3 separate regions of the Mus musculus genome follow, and regions 1 and 2 are each linked to region 3. The links are chromatin contacts, called in public Hi-C and HiChIP or PLAC-seq maps. All regions are on one chromosome and are shown on one strand. Each heading gives the region's core, a stretch centred on a gene start, on an enhancer-like site or on the middle of the called end of the contact. The rest is flanking DNA. Distances are from core to core; before and after follow the strand shown.

Region 1 (4,764 bases), core at 1,241-3,740, 220 kb before region 3:
TAGCTCACATGATATTGCCCCAGCCCACCCCCTCGTTGTGAGTCTTCTTTCCATATTACACTTGAAGTGTTGCCTAATGCCCCCTCCTCCCTTTCCCTTCCCCCTCCACCTCTTCAATCTGTAAAACAGCTCCCAGGTAGCAGTGAACTTGTTTATGACCTCCTAATTGGAATGCTACGCACACATCTCTAATCATTACCATCAAAGTGTACTGGCAAATGAAGTCATGTGGACGAATTCCTATCCCAAGTATTCAGAAAAAGTCACCAGCACCTCATGAGGAGGTATTAAGGCACCTATCTTCCGTGTAAGGAAGAATTTGTGCTTCATGTCTCAAGGAATGACAAGCTGAGGTGGACAAGACAGAGTAGCCAGAGTGGTCATCTGGAATCCAAGCTGTCGCCAAGCCACAGGTACAGAATCTGTGTTCTGTGGTTTCTAGCCAACCTTCAGCTCCCCAGGCCGACTCCAACCTTACCTCTACAGAAGCAACAGACAGATCCAGCGAGCTGCCTCAGTTGGGTCACCCGAATCACAGCCACCCGAACGACTTTCAGCCTCAGCCCTGTGATCTGACAGGCACTGTCAGCCCTTGCTTCCCTGTGTGTGACCAGCTTGGCTGTGCTTCCTCCTGCCTGTCAATATTTAACTACCCCGTCAAGAGCTATTACATCACCTGCACTCAACCCCACTTCTCGGACATGAGTGGGTGTGCCCGCTCTATTCATTTCAGCTTACCCTAGTCAGGACCCGGTGCCCACTATTCATTCCTGCCAACATGGACTGAGTGTCTACTGCACTGGGCAGTAGGAGCTAAGAAATGAGAAATCCACTCCTCAAAGTCTAGTTCAGAGACAGATGAAATTAAACAGTCTTGTGTGGTTTTATCAGGATACAGAACCTAGGGAGACTCACCTTATAGGGTGGTGTGGGAGAGAGAGAATGTCCAGGAACAGAGCCCCCAAAGACAGTGGCTGCAACGGTTAATACTGTCAACTTGATAGGATCTAGAATCCACTAGGAGACAAACTTGCCTGGACATCTGGGGGGATTTCTAAAATCAGGCTAACTGAAGTAGGAAGACCCACCCTAAGTCAGGGCACTACCATTACAAAGGTTGGGGAGACAGCATAAAGTGAAAAAGCAAGATGAACCCCAGCATCCAATTCTCTCATCTTCCTGTCTGCCGATGCAGTGTGACCAGATGCCTCAAATCTAGCTGTCATGATTCCCTACCATGATGGACTGTACCCTCAAACTGAGCCCCCAAATAAACCCTTTCTCCCTTAACATACTCTGTTAGGTACTTGGTCACAGCAACCAGACACTAATCCATACAGTAACACTGAAAGTGGCATCTCTCCTAGGCCACATTGGGAGCTGGCAACCAAAGGATGGGCTGACTACATGGACATGGAGCTATACTCAAAGACTCAGCTCAGACTCCATTGCCAGGGAGTAAACCAAAGAGACTGGCTACTTCACAGGGCCTCATGAAAAGTCAGCTCACCAGCTGTATCTGAAGCTGAGCATCTTGGGGCTGGGGCTGTAGCTCAGTTGATAGAGAGACTGCCTAGGATGCATGAGGTCCTGGTCTCTATTCCCAGCTCACACAAATCAGGTATGGTAGTTCATGCCTACAGGCACTTACAAGACAGTGGCAAGAGGATTGATTACAAGTGTGGCGTATTCTTGGCTGCCTGATAAGTCTGAGGCCAGTCTGGGCTCCAGAAGACCTGGTCTGGGGTGGGGAAACGAAAGTCTGAACATCTGAACAAAAGTGTCTCCGGGGTGCAAACTGACGACGTTTTTATGGACTTATTAGTGCTACAAATGTAAGTGACTGTTCAGAGAACTGAAGTAACATAAAACTAATGAATAGAGAGATTGCCTGGGAGCCAGCAGGATGGCTCAGTAAAGACTCTTTTAAAAGCCTGAAAGGCAGGGAAAGGATGGGATGAACAGACTCCCGAGTCATCTAACCTCCACACTCACTGTGTGTACACAAACACCCACAGCCACAGAGAAGAGGAGAGACTGAGAATCATAAGAACGGAAGTGGAGCAGGAAGGAGAGAGCCTGGAACCCATTCTTAAAATAAAGAAGAGGAGAAACCATGTGGCCAAGGCACATTCTTCGCTGGCCAAAGGAATGAGTTTAGGCTGAAACTGGCTTGGCCAAAGGTAAACAGGGGCCTCTCATGTACCTTCCTAGCCACTCCAGAGCTTCTCTCCCAACATAGCGCTGCTGACATATAATGAATGGACCATGGCTCTCTTAAATAATGGAGAGAGACTGGCGGAGCTACAGGGCGTCACCAAACTGCCACCTTAACTGCATCGGCTAAGCGCCGCCTTGGAGAGCTACTCATTGGGGACATTTTTGTTCTCCTTCGAAGTTTGAATTTACCACCAAAGCACAGCTCTTAAGTGTGCTAGTGTAGCCCTCTTTCTATACAAATTCCCCTCAGCTTCATGCTCCAGAGAACAAAGATCCCCATTTATGTGTGAACACTCAGAAGACCCCAACCACCGGGGAGCCCCTGGAGAGGCTGTCATGGAAAGTACTGGTGTATTTGAATTGCAAAACACTGCCCAGGGATGGCTGTGCATCTAATTTGGGTCCTGTTCCAAGCTCCGGGAGATTATAGAAGCAGATTGCCCGGTGGGTCTTTAAAGAATTTTTTTTGAAGAGTTTTCTGTGCATGCTTCCCAGAGTACTCCCAAGGCCAACATCATCTGTAGCCCACCACAACACTTTAAGGATAAGGTTTGACGAGTACTAACAGACTGCCACCATTCCAATATAAATCAATGACCCATGGCTAATGCCCACCCCTTGGTTGTGGCTGCAGACATTTTCAAGTCAATCAATGATCAGAAGCAGAAAGTTCCTTCAGGATCTGCCCATCAGCGCTAAGAATGTGATTTGAGCCCCGTATGCTGACAGTCCACAGTGACCATGATATTGTCAGGAAACTGAAGTTTCTGCACATTCAAGCATGTTGTGTCTCTTTTTGCTCTTTGTTTTCTTGGAAAAAAATTCTTTGTGGATGTGTGTGCACAGGAACGTTCCCATGACTACAGCCATGCACATGTGCCAAGTCAAGACACATGGAAGTCAGGACCACCTTGGCTGCAGCTCTTCACCTTCCACTTTGCTTGAGACAGTCTCTTGTTTTCCACTGTATTCCAGGCTGGCTGGCTTTCAAACTTCTAGGGATCCCTTGCCTCTACCTCTCATCTCCCTGAGGGAATGTCAGATTTTCAAGAGTAAGATACCAACCACATCTGGCTTCATGTGAGTTCCGAGGCTCTGAACTCGGGTCTTTATACTTGATTCATCGCTGTGCAATCTCCCCAGCCCCGGGCTCTGTTTTTAAACCTAGATTTTGTTCCAGAACCTCTTTAATGCAGTAGCATATAGCACATGTGGCATTAAGAACATCACACATTATAAATGGCATAGCTGTTGCTACTAATTGCTGAACGCCCAGGGATTTCTGCACCCAATTAGAAATGACATGCATCATTTATCTTGTCATCTGGCTAGAAGAATGAAGGGTTCCATGACCTCTGGTCTTCTGTTTGTTTGTTTTGGTGGTGTTGTGTGAGACAAGGTCTTGCTTTGTATCCACGGTGCACCAACACGCAATCCTCTAGCATCAATCTCCTGTAGCCCCAGGATAACAGGTATACACCTCCCATTCCTGGCACTCTCTCTTTCTCTCTCTCTTTCTCTCTCTCTTACTCTCTCTCTGACTCTCTCTCTCTGACTCTCTCTCTCTCTCTCTCTCTCTCTCTCTCTCTCTCTCTCTCTCTCTCTCTCAGTCTCTTTAGCATGCAGTCTTGGCAGATTTTAGCACCTCTATGGTCTAAGTCCAAACACTGTGACTATTAACTCTGGTGACTGCAGCTCTTGGCCTATTGAGGATAACTGCAAATATTATTAACATTCCTAGACCTTAATCTTGAGGAAGCTTCCCTTTTGAAAGATAAAATATGTGAAGTATGCCCCTTCTATCTCTTATATACCTATAGTTATAGAATAAAGGGAGGGATTTAGGTTTTAATAAGAAATTATAGAGGAGCTGTAGAGCAGAACAGTACCCCCAAAGTCACTGGATTTATTTGCTAGCATTCAGGGATCTACCTCCAACTCCAAGGTTTTGCAGTTTTTCTGAGCTAAAAAGCTTCTGATTCTTTAAGATCAAGTTGAGTCTTTGAAACAAACAGTATTTAAAGACAGGTTTAATAGTATAAGTTTCTCATTTTTTTTTAATTTTTAAGGATTGCCTATCTTTATTGTATGTGTGTATGTGTGTGTCCATGTGTATGTCTGTACATAAAGAGATCAGAAGACAGCTTACAGAGTCAGTTCTCTCCTTCTACTGTATGGTTCCTGGGGTCAAACTCAACCTGTCACGGTTGGGTGACAAGCGTCTTGACACACTGAGGTAGCTTGCTAGCCCAAGATTTTATTTTTTGATGAAAAAATTAAAACAAATATAGAAATTTAATTTTATGATTGTGGAGTTCAGAAACCCCAACACAAAACTGTCAAACAGCTGAAAAGATCTTTAACGCGGCCTCTCAATGGCTGCTCTGTAGGATCAGGTATGTTAATGCTGCCCAGGGGTTGTGAAACGTGTACAAGCCAGGCCTCCACAAACCTCTTCATTACAGTCACCAGGGCACTGGAGAGATGCCTGAGGAAGTAGAGTGCTGACTATACAAGCATCAAGACCTGAGTTTGATCCCAATA
Region 2 (4,920 bases), core at 512-3,011, 150 kb before region 3:
CATACATATATATGTATATATGTGTGTGTGTATATATACATATATATATATGTGTATATATATATATATATATATATATATATATATATATATATAGTGTGTGTGTGTGTGTGTGTGTGTGTATGCGTGTATATGCACGTGTGCCATACACCACAGATGTGGAGGCCAGAATCTGGGTATCCCATGTCTTCCTTATTAGCTCTCCACCTTCCATTTGATTTCATTTAGTATTAATACTGTATGTGTGTGGCTGCTGTAGGAGGGACATGTGTACCATCGTACGCATTTAGAGATCAGGGCACAACTCTGTGAAGCTGATTCTCTCCTTTTACCTTTCCATGGGTTCCTGGAACGGATTTCAGCGGGACAAGACTTGAGAGGCAATCTCCTTAACCCACTTAGCCGCCTGTGGCCCCACCTTATTTTCTCAGTGTCTCTCAATGAACCTGGACTGCATGGGCTTAGTAAAACTGGCTGGCCAGCAAGTCCTGCTGCCTCTCTCCCCAGTGCTGGGGCTGGGCTCTTTTAAGAGTTTCTGAAGGGACTGAGCCCAGACTCTCATGCTTATGTGACAAGTTTACCTAGTGAGCCATTTCAATAGACTCCTTACAGGATGAAATCAGTTATTGCTAAAATAACACCATTTAGTGTCTGAGGAGATGGCTCAGCAGTTAAAAGTAATCACTGCTCTTCTAAGAAGACTCAAGTTTGGTTCTCAGCACCCATATTGGATGGCTTACAATTGTCTGTAACCCCAGCCCCTGGGATCTGACACCTGGCTTCCATGAGTGCCAGCGCACATATAGAATATATTAACACAAACACAGACCAAAAAAAAAGTTCACATAAATCACAAAAAAATAAATCTTGATAAATAATAATACCATAACCACCACTCCTTACTAGTAGATCACATATTAAAAGGTTTGTGTGTGTGTGTGTGTGTGTGTGTGTGTGTGTGTGTAACTTGCTACTCTCTTTCCCTTCCTGACAATAGTGTTCAATGTAGATCAGGGCTACTCTGTCCTAAACCAAGCATTGAGCCTGGCATCTTTCCTTTCCTTCAATCAGGACACACCTGATCTACAACCAAGATTTTTCTCAACCAAATGACAATGGACTAAACTTACTTCATTTATAGCTCAGCTTAACACTTAAAACCAACTTTAATTCTAGAATCCCGGGTAGCACAGCACTCACATTTAAGGTAGCAGCATGCCCCAGTAGAGGATTAGATCCTAATTGGATGCAGGCTTTCTGTATTAGCCTGGACCCTGGCTCTTCTGCCTGGTTAAGTTACAGGGACTCCTAATCATGCGTTTTATCTTTTGGCCTGTATACATAGGTGCCCAATAAATGTTACCTTTGGTGATAATAAAACAAAAGCCAAACTTTCAAAAGCTGAGCTATCCAAAAGGCCATTGTCTACATTCTTGGCAGCCACCAAAGAGCCCGTTTTCCCAAGTCAGCAGCCGCTGAGGGGGCTGGCCAGGGGCCAATTCCCAGGGTTGGCGCATTCCTGGAACCTGGCAAAATGCCACTGAAACCCCGCTTCCTCTTTCTTTTTATGTAGTGGAAAGCTTTTTCCACTTAGACCCCTCCACGTTGTCCTCTGCTCCTCCCTCAATAAGGGAGGTAGTTAGATGGGAAACGGTCTCCAGTTCCTTCCTCCGAAATCCATCTATCTCCCACTGCTCCAAGTTGGCAGAGCTCAGAGCAACTGAAGACAGAAGGCAAACAAAGAGGGGCTTCATGGCCCGGCCCAGTCTGATTCAGCAGGGGCCCGGGGAAGAAAGACTCAGCAGGACCCAGGGCACAGCAAGTCATTGTGCATGTGCTTGGGCACTTTGGGAAGACTCTGGAATAAAATTACCTGTTATAAATAGTCATTGGCCAGAATTCAGCTGTGAAGGCAGAAGCCCAAAAGTTCCAGAAAAAAAAAAATACAATGTTCCATATTAAAAGGTCTGGCCTAGTCATTAATAGGGAACTCCTGAGCAACTGGGGTAAGAAGAAAGGAATTCTGGGCTTGGCAAGAGCCAACCTGTAGCAAGGAACGGGAGGAGGCGTTTCTGGCTGAGAGCATTCTGGTTATGCTGATTTGTTTCTTACAGACCATACATGTATGCTTTAAACAAAGGGAAGAGACTTGTCTTCTCAATCCCCTTCTATGTGCAGACCAAGTGAGCCGCTCGCCATCTTGGGTTTACACTACAAAGAGGGCAAGCAAGGCACAGAACTGCATATGCTGGGTGTTATCATCTTTCTTTGGTTCTTCTACTTGCCCATGGAGGGAGAGACAATTTGGTGTGCTTACAAATTAGAGTGTGGAAGCCCAGAGAAGGCAGGTAAGATGGCCAAGCTCATACAGGCAGAGGCATGTATATCTAATGTAGTTGGGTTCTTCAGCCAAGCACATCTGTACAAGGTATTTATTAGCTTTCTTATTTATAATTGTGCGCGTGACTGCCTTCATGTGTGTGAAGGTGCACATAGTGTTTATATGCATTATGTGTGCACTTGCATATGGAAGCCAGTGGATGACTTAGGTTATTGCTACTCAGAAACCATCAACCTTTGTGCAGACAGGGCTTCTAATCCCCCAAGGGTCGCTGTGTATGCTAGTGAGCCCTAGGCACCAGCCAGTCTCACATCTCCATTGTCACAGCAGATTACAAACATCTGCCACCATACCTGGCTTCTTAAGAGGATACTGGGAGGATACTAGGAGGATACTGGGAGGATATTGGGCATCTGAGCTCAGTTGACAACTGCTTTAACCATACTTGCCATATCTCCGGCCCAAGAATTTAGATTTTAATGAAGTGACCAGTCTACTAGCCCACCCTCTTATATAGCCAGTGCCATAAATGGGCACATAGCTCTGCACCAGGCATCTTCATCAGGGACCCTGCAGGAAAAAACACCGTAACACAGGAGCATAGGACGTGAGTTCTGACAAATACTCCAAGGTGACAGGCTGAAACACCACTATTGACTATTGAGTGTGGTGATACCTGCCTTCAATTGCAGCACTCTCAGGAAACAGAGGTAGCCCTTCATCCCAGCACTCATGTATTGGTAGGCAAATCTCTGTTCACAAGTAACCTGCTCCACATAGTAAAAATCTAGGAAAGTCGGGGTTGAATAATGAGACCATGTCTCAACAAACTATGGGGATAGGGTCATATCTTGCCACCTCCCTGCCTGCCACCTGTTACCCGCTCTGGTCACCTGACTTGGGATGGCTCAGCAGGCAAAGTGGTAAACTAGCAATTTCCAGGTGAGAGTGAGAGACCCTGCACCAAAAGTGGAGAGCAGCTGCCACCAAGGAAGATATCCAAGGCTGCTCCATTGTTTCCACAGCTAATTGAATATGGGCACACATGCATTCTCATTCTCACTCTCTCTCTCTCTCATTCTCTCTCTCTCTCTCTCTCACACACACACACACACACACACACACACACACACACACACACTTAAACTTGTCTATGCTTGCTTTTCATCTCCGCACAGGTTGCTTCTCTTAGCCCATCTGAGTGAATCTGCCTTTCACACTTCCCTTCCTTGCACTGGCCCCTGTCCATCTGACTTCCAAATGGACTCAGCAATGGTAGCCACCCTAAGGGACTAGAGCTCACAGAGTGCCTACAGTCTGACCTGTTGCTGCTGGAGACACCACTGGCAATGGTCCCTCCACCTAAAGTAGTGTTTCCTGCCAGCTGGCTATTAGGAAAGAGTAAGTATTGCCTAAGGGTAGCAATAATGGCTCTTCCTAGAAGCAGGGTCTTGCTCCTGATGTTTTTCCTGCCCTCCATGCCTGCCTCCTCCCTCTTTTCCCCTCCTGTCACCTGACTTCCCAACTGACAGAAACAACACCACTGACCCTCAGACGGGGCAGACTTCTTCAGATCCTTCTACCAGCATGAAAGATATCTCACTCAAATATCTCCTTCCCTCTCTTTCCCTATTGTCCTTCATTTATCATCTCTTTTCCCTTCTCATCCTCCCTCCCTCTCTTTTCCTTTCTTCTCTTTCCCTTCCCAACTCTTCTCTTTCTTTCTCTTCCTTCTTTCCCTCTCCTCTCTCCCTCCATCTCCTCTCTCCCTTCTTCCTTCTCTCCCTCTATTTCTGCTTCCCCTCCTCCTTGTTGACTTCACCAGGTAGGCTCAAGAGCCTAATCTATCTGGCCTGGAAGATCCTCACATAGCCCCTAACTATCCCAAGGACTTCCCTGTCTGCATCGCTGCCTCCCATGCTCACAGGGCCAGTGGGATACCACACAAAGGAAAAGAACAAGAGCAGTAGCTTCATCCCAGGCCACCTCTTGATGCCTGCAGGAATTCTGTCTTGGAACTGGCCTATTCACACTGGGACACTGACAGACCTTGGAGCTATTCTCCTTCCAAAGATGCCAGGCCTCTGACAAAGCTTCCCTCACAAAAAGCCAACAGCCCTGAAGCTCCTTATGGTGCCAGCTCTGACAGATGGATCCCAGAATTCACTAGACCAAATGATTTTATTTCCCTCAACACAGCCATGTGCATAGAGCAGTCTGTGAATTAACTGTATTAGGAAATCTACCAGGCTGAAGACAGCCACTTAAAACCAAGGACCGAAGAGGTGCTGAAAGACAGAGGCAAGAGAACCTCAGAGGCACCTTTGGAAATGGACAATTATGATCCATTAAGCCTCATTAAGGAATGGGAATTTGTGAGGAGGAAACATCTGGAATGACCCAGAATGCAAAGGAACCAGAAGAAACCTCTGTCGGGGCTTGTAGAAGGCAGCCCAGACTAATAGGACTCTTGGTTAGCAGAGAATTGCAAAACTGGTCCATAGAAAGGAGTCTCCAATCTGTGCATCTGGCATTATGTAGAATGTTCAAATGCAATGCTCCTAGACAGGCTCTCAAAA
Region 3 (4,278 bases), core at 1,084-3,583:
GTGGTGGTGCACACCTTTAATCCAAGCACTCGGGGGCAGAGGGAGCAGAGGCAGGCAGATCTCTAAGTCCAAGGCCAGCCTTGTCTATAGAGTGAGTTCCCGGATAACAGAGAAACCGTGTCAAAAAAAAAAAAAAAAAGATATGTGTTTTTGGGAGGAGAGACAGGGCATAAGGGTGAATCTGAAAGGATCCTAAGAGAGGGAGCAGGGGTTCACTCTATGCCTGTATGGGGTACTCAATAAATAATACAAGTATTATTTTTTTAAAAAAAAGATGTACCTGCATATGGAATATATGTCTAAAGTCAGAGTCTCCCAGGAATATATGGCTTTCTCCCCACCTTCCAGGAACCAGCATGGTACCCCTCATTCTGCTCTGGTGAGTAACTCAGAGTCTGGAGAAGCCATTCACTCTCAGGGACCTGCCAACTGAGCCGTAGATTACCTTACCATTCTATTGCCCAAGGTCTTTCTTCCCATGATTCAACACAAAGTTGCATTTGGGTCCATATGGACTTCTGTGTGTGTTTGTTGGGGGTGGAGGGTGGAATCATTGTATGGGACAGGCACAGGTCACACGAAGCCGTGTTTTCCCTCCAAGTTCTGGCACTGCCACAGGCAGGGAAAGTATCTGTGTTCACGAATGTCTCCATTCACCTCTATCATAAACAGAGCTCTATGTGTACATATAGCAAAGTCACTGCCTGCCCACAGGAAACCCAGAGTCCTTTGTTCATGAGAGGATGGACTCTCTCCACTGGGTCCATTCAATGGGTAGAGAGCTGAGTCAGGTTTTTCCCTGAAACTTCTTCTATTCAGTATTTCCTTCATTGACTTTCGCCACTCTTAATGGGTAAAACTTTGCTGTTGCAAGATCCCTTAAAATACCCCTCCTGGGGCCAACCGCTGTTTATCTTGGCAGCAGGTAGCTCCAAAAAATTTGGAAAGTCTCTACTTGGCATGGGCTCTGAGCTACTGGCACGTTAGAGATTAATAAAGCACATTTAGCAGCGCTCAGGTCTCTGCAACACAATCCCTCACCGTGAAACGTGCGAGATTCTTTGTTCACGGCGAACAAAGTCAAAGCCAGAATGAGCCAACCATGACAACCAGAGATAGGAAACAGTCAAGATCCTTGAACATCTTTCATCTGGCAACTGGTGGGTAGGAATTGATGCCCAGTGCTCAATTATACATCTGCTTGGTGTTCTCAGCTGTATGAACTGGGCAGGAGCTTGGGACCCCTGAGCTGGGAGCTGACTGAACAGCAGCGCCAAGATATCAGGGCTGTACCTGTTTCCTTGAAGCCCAAGAAAAGCTTGAACTGAAAGCCCGTGAAGGAACAACTCCAGAAGCAGAAAAAAGAATCAAGATTTACCAAGACATTTCCAAACATTTTGGCTTTTCTTTAGGAAAGCAAAATGCTTAGGTTTGTTTGGATATTAGCGAGGGAGGGAGGGAGGGAGGGAGGGAGGGAGGGAGGGAGGGAGGGAGGGAGGGAGGGAGGGGGAGAGAGAGAGAGAGAGAGAGAGAGAGAGAGAGAGAGAGAGAGAGAGAGAGAGAGAGAGAGAGAGAGAGAGAGAACCAAGTAAACTTTGCTCGATTGTACAGGTGTGGCGCTGGTACCACAGGAAGGAGACAACAGCGACAAGAAATGGGAACTAAAACTCAAACAGGCATTAGACAGCAATTACAGGTTCCGAGGAGGAAGCAATTCACTGTGAAACCCCACACACCTGGATTCTCGCAAAGCAAGCACCGGAAGAAAATAGCAGGGAGCCACACGCGCAAAGGCACCATGGTGAGTGCCAACGCAGCCTGCACGTGCTGAGCGATGCCTGGATGTATTTACACTGAGTGGCTCCTCCTCGGAGTCCTCCAGAAAAATCACGCAGACCTGCAAATCAGAAGTCCAGACCACTGCACTGCTCCTGCTGAGCACAGTAACCTTAATTCTCCACATCAAAGTCCACACGCAGTGGGACAAAAAGCGAAGCAAAGAAAAGTTCTATCCTTACCTAAAAGGCATAGCAGACAGGCCAGCTGGTTGCTCCGCCACCGTTAGCCTGCTCCGGGGTTCTGTCTCATTCCATCCAAAGTCCTAGTGCTACCCAGGAGGGCTCCTGGGGGGTTCTCGGATCTTCCTGTAGGAGTTTTTGATCACTGGCTTGCTTAACAAACACGCCTGTGTTCTGCGGGCGTTTGAATGCAGTACCACACCGGGCACCGAGCCAACACTCAGCTTCCACAGGCAACAAGAGAGAGGAAAAACTCACACCCTCCCAAGCAGGCTTCCCTCCTTGGTGTCTTTTAAGGTGGGGATCCAGGTGTCATCTCTGGTTGGAGGGTAGCGTGAGAGGTAGCTAGCTCCCTTTTCTGACTTCTCCGCTGCCTCGTGGGAGCCCCAAAGTTTGTTTTTCTATCTCACTGCCCCGAAGTTCTCCTCGTGATCGGGATCGCCCGGCTTGCCTTTCCACCAGCTGCACTTTAAATGTATTTTAATTGGCTGGAATGTCGAAAGAATCTATTTGGCAGTCGTTTACATGGGACGCACGCCCAGGGCAGCTGAAAAGAGGCCCCAGAAGCGGACGATTACTTCATCAAAAGCGGCAGTTTGAATAGCACTGACTCCTACTGAACTACAAGGAACGGAGTTCTATAGCCAAGATGGAATAATTAATAATTTGTGGAGAAAATTCTTCATTCATCTAAAAAAAGCCAAAACGAAGGGGGCGGGAATCCCTGCAGGTAGGGGAGTACTTTCTGAAAGGGGTGACTTATTACGGCCCCTGTTCTGCTCTCTACAAACATTGATTTTGTACAGCCTTACAGGAGGGACATATGCATAATTTGGTTTTCCTGAAAAGCTAAATCAAGTAATTTTCACTTTCAAAGAGCCCCTGAGATGCATAGCACTTTTCCACCCTCATTCATTAGCCAGAACCCACACTAGATATTTTCCCGAGTGAAAGACAGTTATTCAAGTTCTTTCTTTCTTGGTGACCTCTCAGCTAGATCCAGCTTCAAATAAATTCTCCGTGAATCCAAATAGATAATCATCAGCGCACAGTGTTTATAAGCCTGATTAGAATTTAAAATATTACAAGTGAAGAAGAGTCTAGGAGATCGCTTGGATGGGTCAGACCATTTGCTAGGCAAGCAATAGGACCTGGGTTCAAATCCTTAGAAGACACATAAAAAGCCGTGTGTGGTTCTGTACACCTCTAATCTCAGTAGGAGGGTAGCTGGGGCTTGCTGGCTGCCCCATGTCACGAGATGAAAGCAGAAAGAGGTACAGGAGAGCTCCCAGCTTCCTTCTCTGGCCTCTGCATATATATATGCATATATATATGGGCATGCATATACTCACACAAGTGCGAGTGTGAACTCTCTCTCACATATACATACAAAAAATGTTACTCAAAAAAATGATAGCTTAGGCAGATTATGACATTAAACAGTAGATAACAAACACTTATGCATAAATGTCTCAAAAAATAGAATAACAAAGCAAACCATAAGTCAGATAAAACAAGAGATAAATGGAAGAGCCTTCACATTTTTTCTAGACTGCTGATTTTCCAGGAGGCTGATTTATTGGTATATCTCAAGTGGGCTTACAGATTAAAAAATCCCAGGCTTTCTGGGTTGCCCTAATGACCTCCCTCCTTCAGAGCACCTGCCTTTAGTGGGGTACCTAGAACGAGGCAAGCACCCCAAGTATTCTTCTCCAATGGAAAATGTGAGCCAGGAAACACTGACACATACATTCATTACTCTGCCTTTCCTTCATGTTAATAAAACTGTCTGTGGTTCTCAACAAGACGGAACATGAGGAAGGGTGATGTATGTGTGCATCGTTCAGGACGATTTGTTGAACTGCTCAGAGGCAAAACCCAGCACACGGGGAAGTTAAAGAGAAGGCTGAAAGAGAGGACTGGGCCAGCCTCATGGATATGCAATCTTCATAGCCCTGTAGAGCCCTGTTCCCTGCAAGGGCTTGTGTGTGTGTTAATGTGCTCTCTTTTAACATCATTCTTATATCACATTTATTTGTTCATATTGTGTGTACACGTAGAGGTCGGAAGACAACTTGAGGATGCCAGTTCCCTCCTCCCACTGTGTGGGTCCCAGGATCAGATTCATCAGGCTCGGCAAGGGCTTTTACCTGATGACCCGTCTCCCAGGCTCTTCTCCTGTCATTCTTGTCTCCTTAACTGAACAAGGGGCCCTGTGATTTCACTTTGCTTTGGGACTGGAAGACAGGCAGCAACACCT

What was found. Hi-C and Micro-C count contacts between places; a contact is called where the count stands out from the background. HiChIP or PLAC-seq counts read pairs in DNA pulled down with a chosen protein or histone mark.
Region 1: a Hi-C map of neural stem cells shows a contact between it and region 3, with 5 times the contacts expected there. The contact joins the enhancer-like site here to the promoter of Nckap5 in region 3. A contact is called at or near these places in 3 of 39 promoter capture datasets (3T3-L1-derived adipocytes, embryonic stem cells and second pharyngeal arch cranial neural crest), 2 of 484 Hi-C or Micro-C datasets (the N1E-115 cell line and neural stem cells), 1 of 115 datasets of contacts at active chromatin or transcription factors (cardiomyocytes) and 2 of 9 other capture datasets (adipose tissue and liver).
Region 2: a contact with region 3 is called in an H3K27ac HiChIP or PLAC-seq map of stem cell-derived neural progenitor cells. The contact joins the enhancer-like site here to the promoter of Nckap5 in region 3. A contact is called at or near these places in 1 of 484 Hi-C or Micro-C datasets (stem cell-derived neural progenitor cells) and 5 of 115 datasets of contacts at active chromatin or transcription factors (astrocytes, cardiomyocytes, neural progenitor cells and 1 more).

The regions. Positions count from the first base shown.
Region 1 is chr1:126,604,106-126,608,869 of GRCm38.p6, forward strand. All of the region lies in intron 2 of Nckap5 (NCK-associated protein 5), which reads right to left. Among named protein-coding and RNA genes, the nearest start is that of Nckap5, 220 kb to the right of the region's middle. Within about 2 kb of position 2,491, at least 9 of the 459 cell types and tissues checked have an H3K27ac peak or open chromatin away from gene starts, as enhancers often do. A contact at or near this core is called in neural stem cells, where this site is marked.
Region 2 is chr1:126,682,455-126,687,374 of GRCm38.p6, forward strand. All of the region lies in intron 2 of Nckap5 (NCK-associated protein 5), which reads right to left. Among named protein-coding and RNA genes, the nearest start is that of Nckap5, 150 kb to the right of the region's middle. Within about 2 kb of position 1,762, at least 66 of the 459 cell types and tissues checked have an H3K27ac peak or open chromatin away from gene starts, as enhancers often do. A contact at or near this core is called in astrocytes, neural progenitor cells and stem cell-derived neural progenitor cells, where this site is marked.
Region 3 is chr1:126,828,299-126,832,576 of GRCm38.p6, forward strand. Nckap5 (NCK-associated protein 5) reads right to left here and starts at 2,334. Exons shown (of 17, transcript NM_001081756.1): 1 at 2,019-2,334.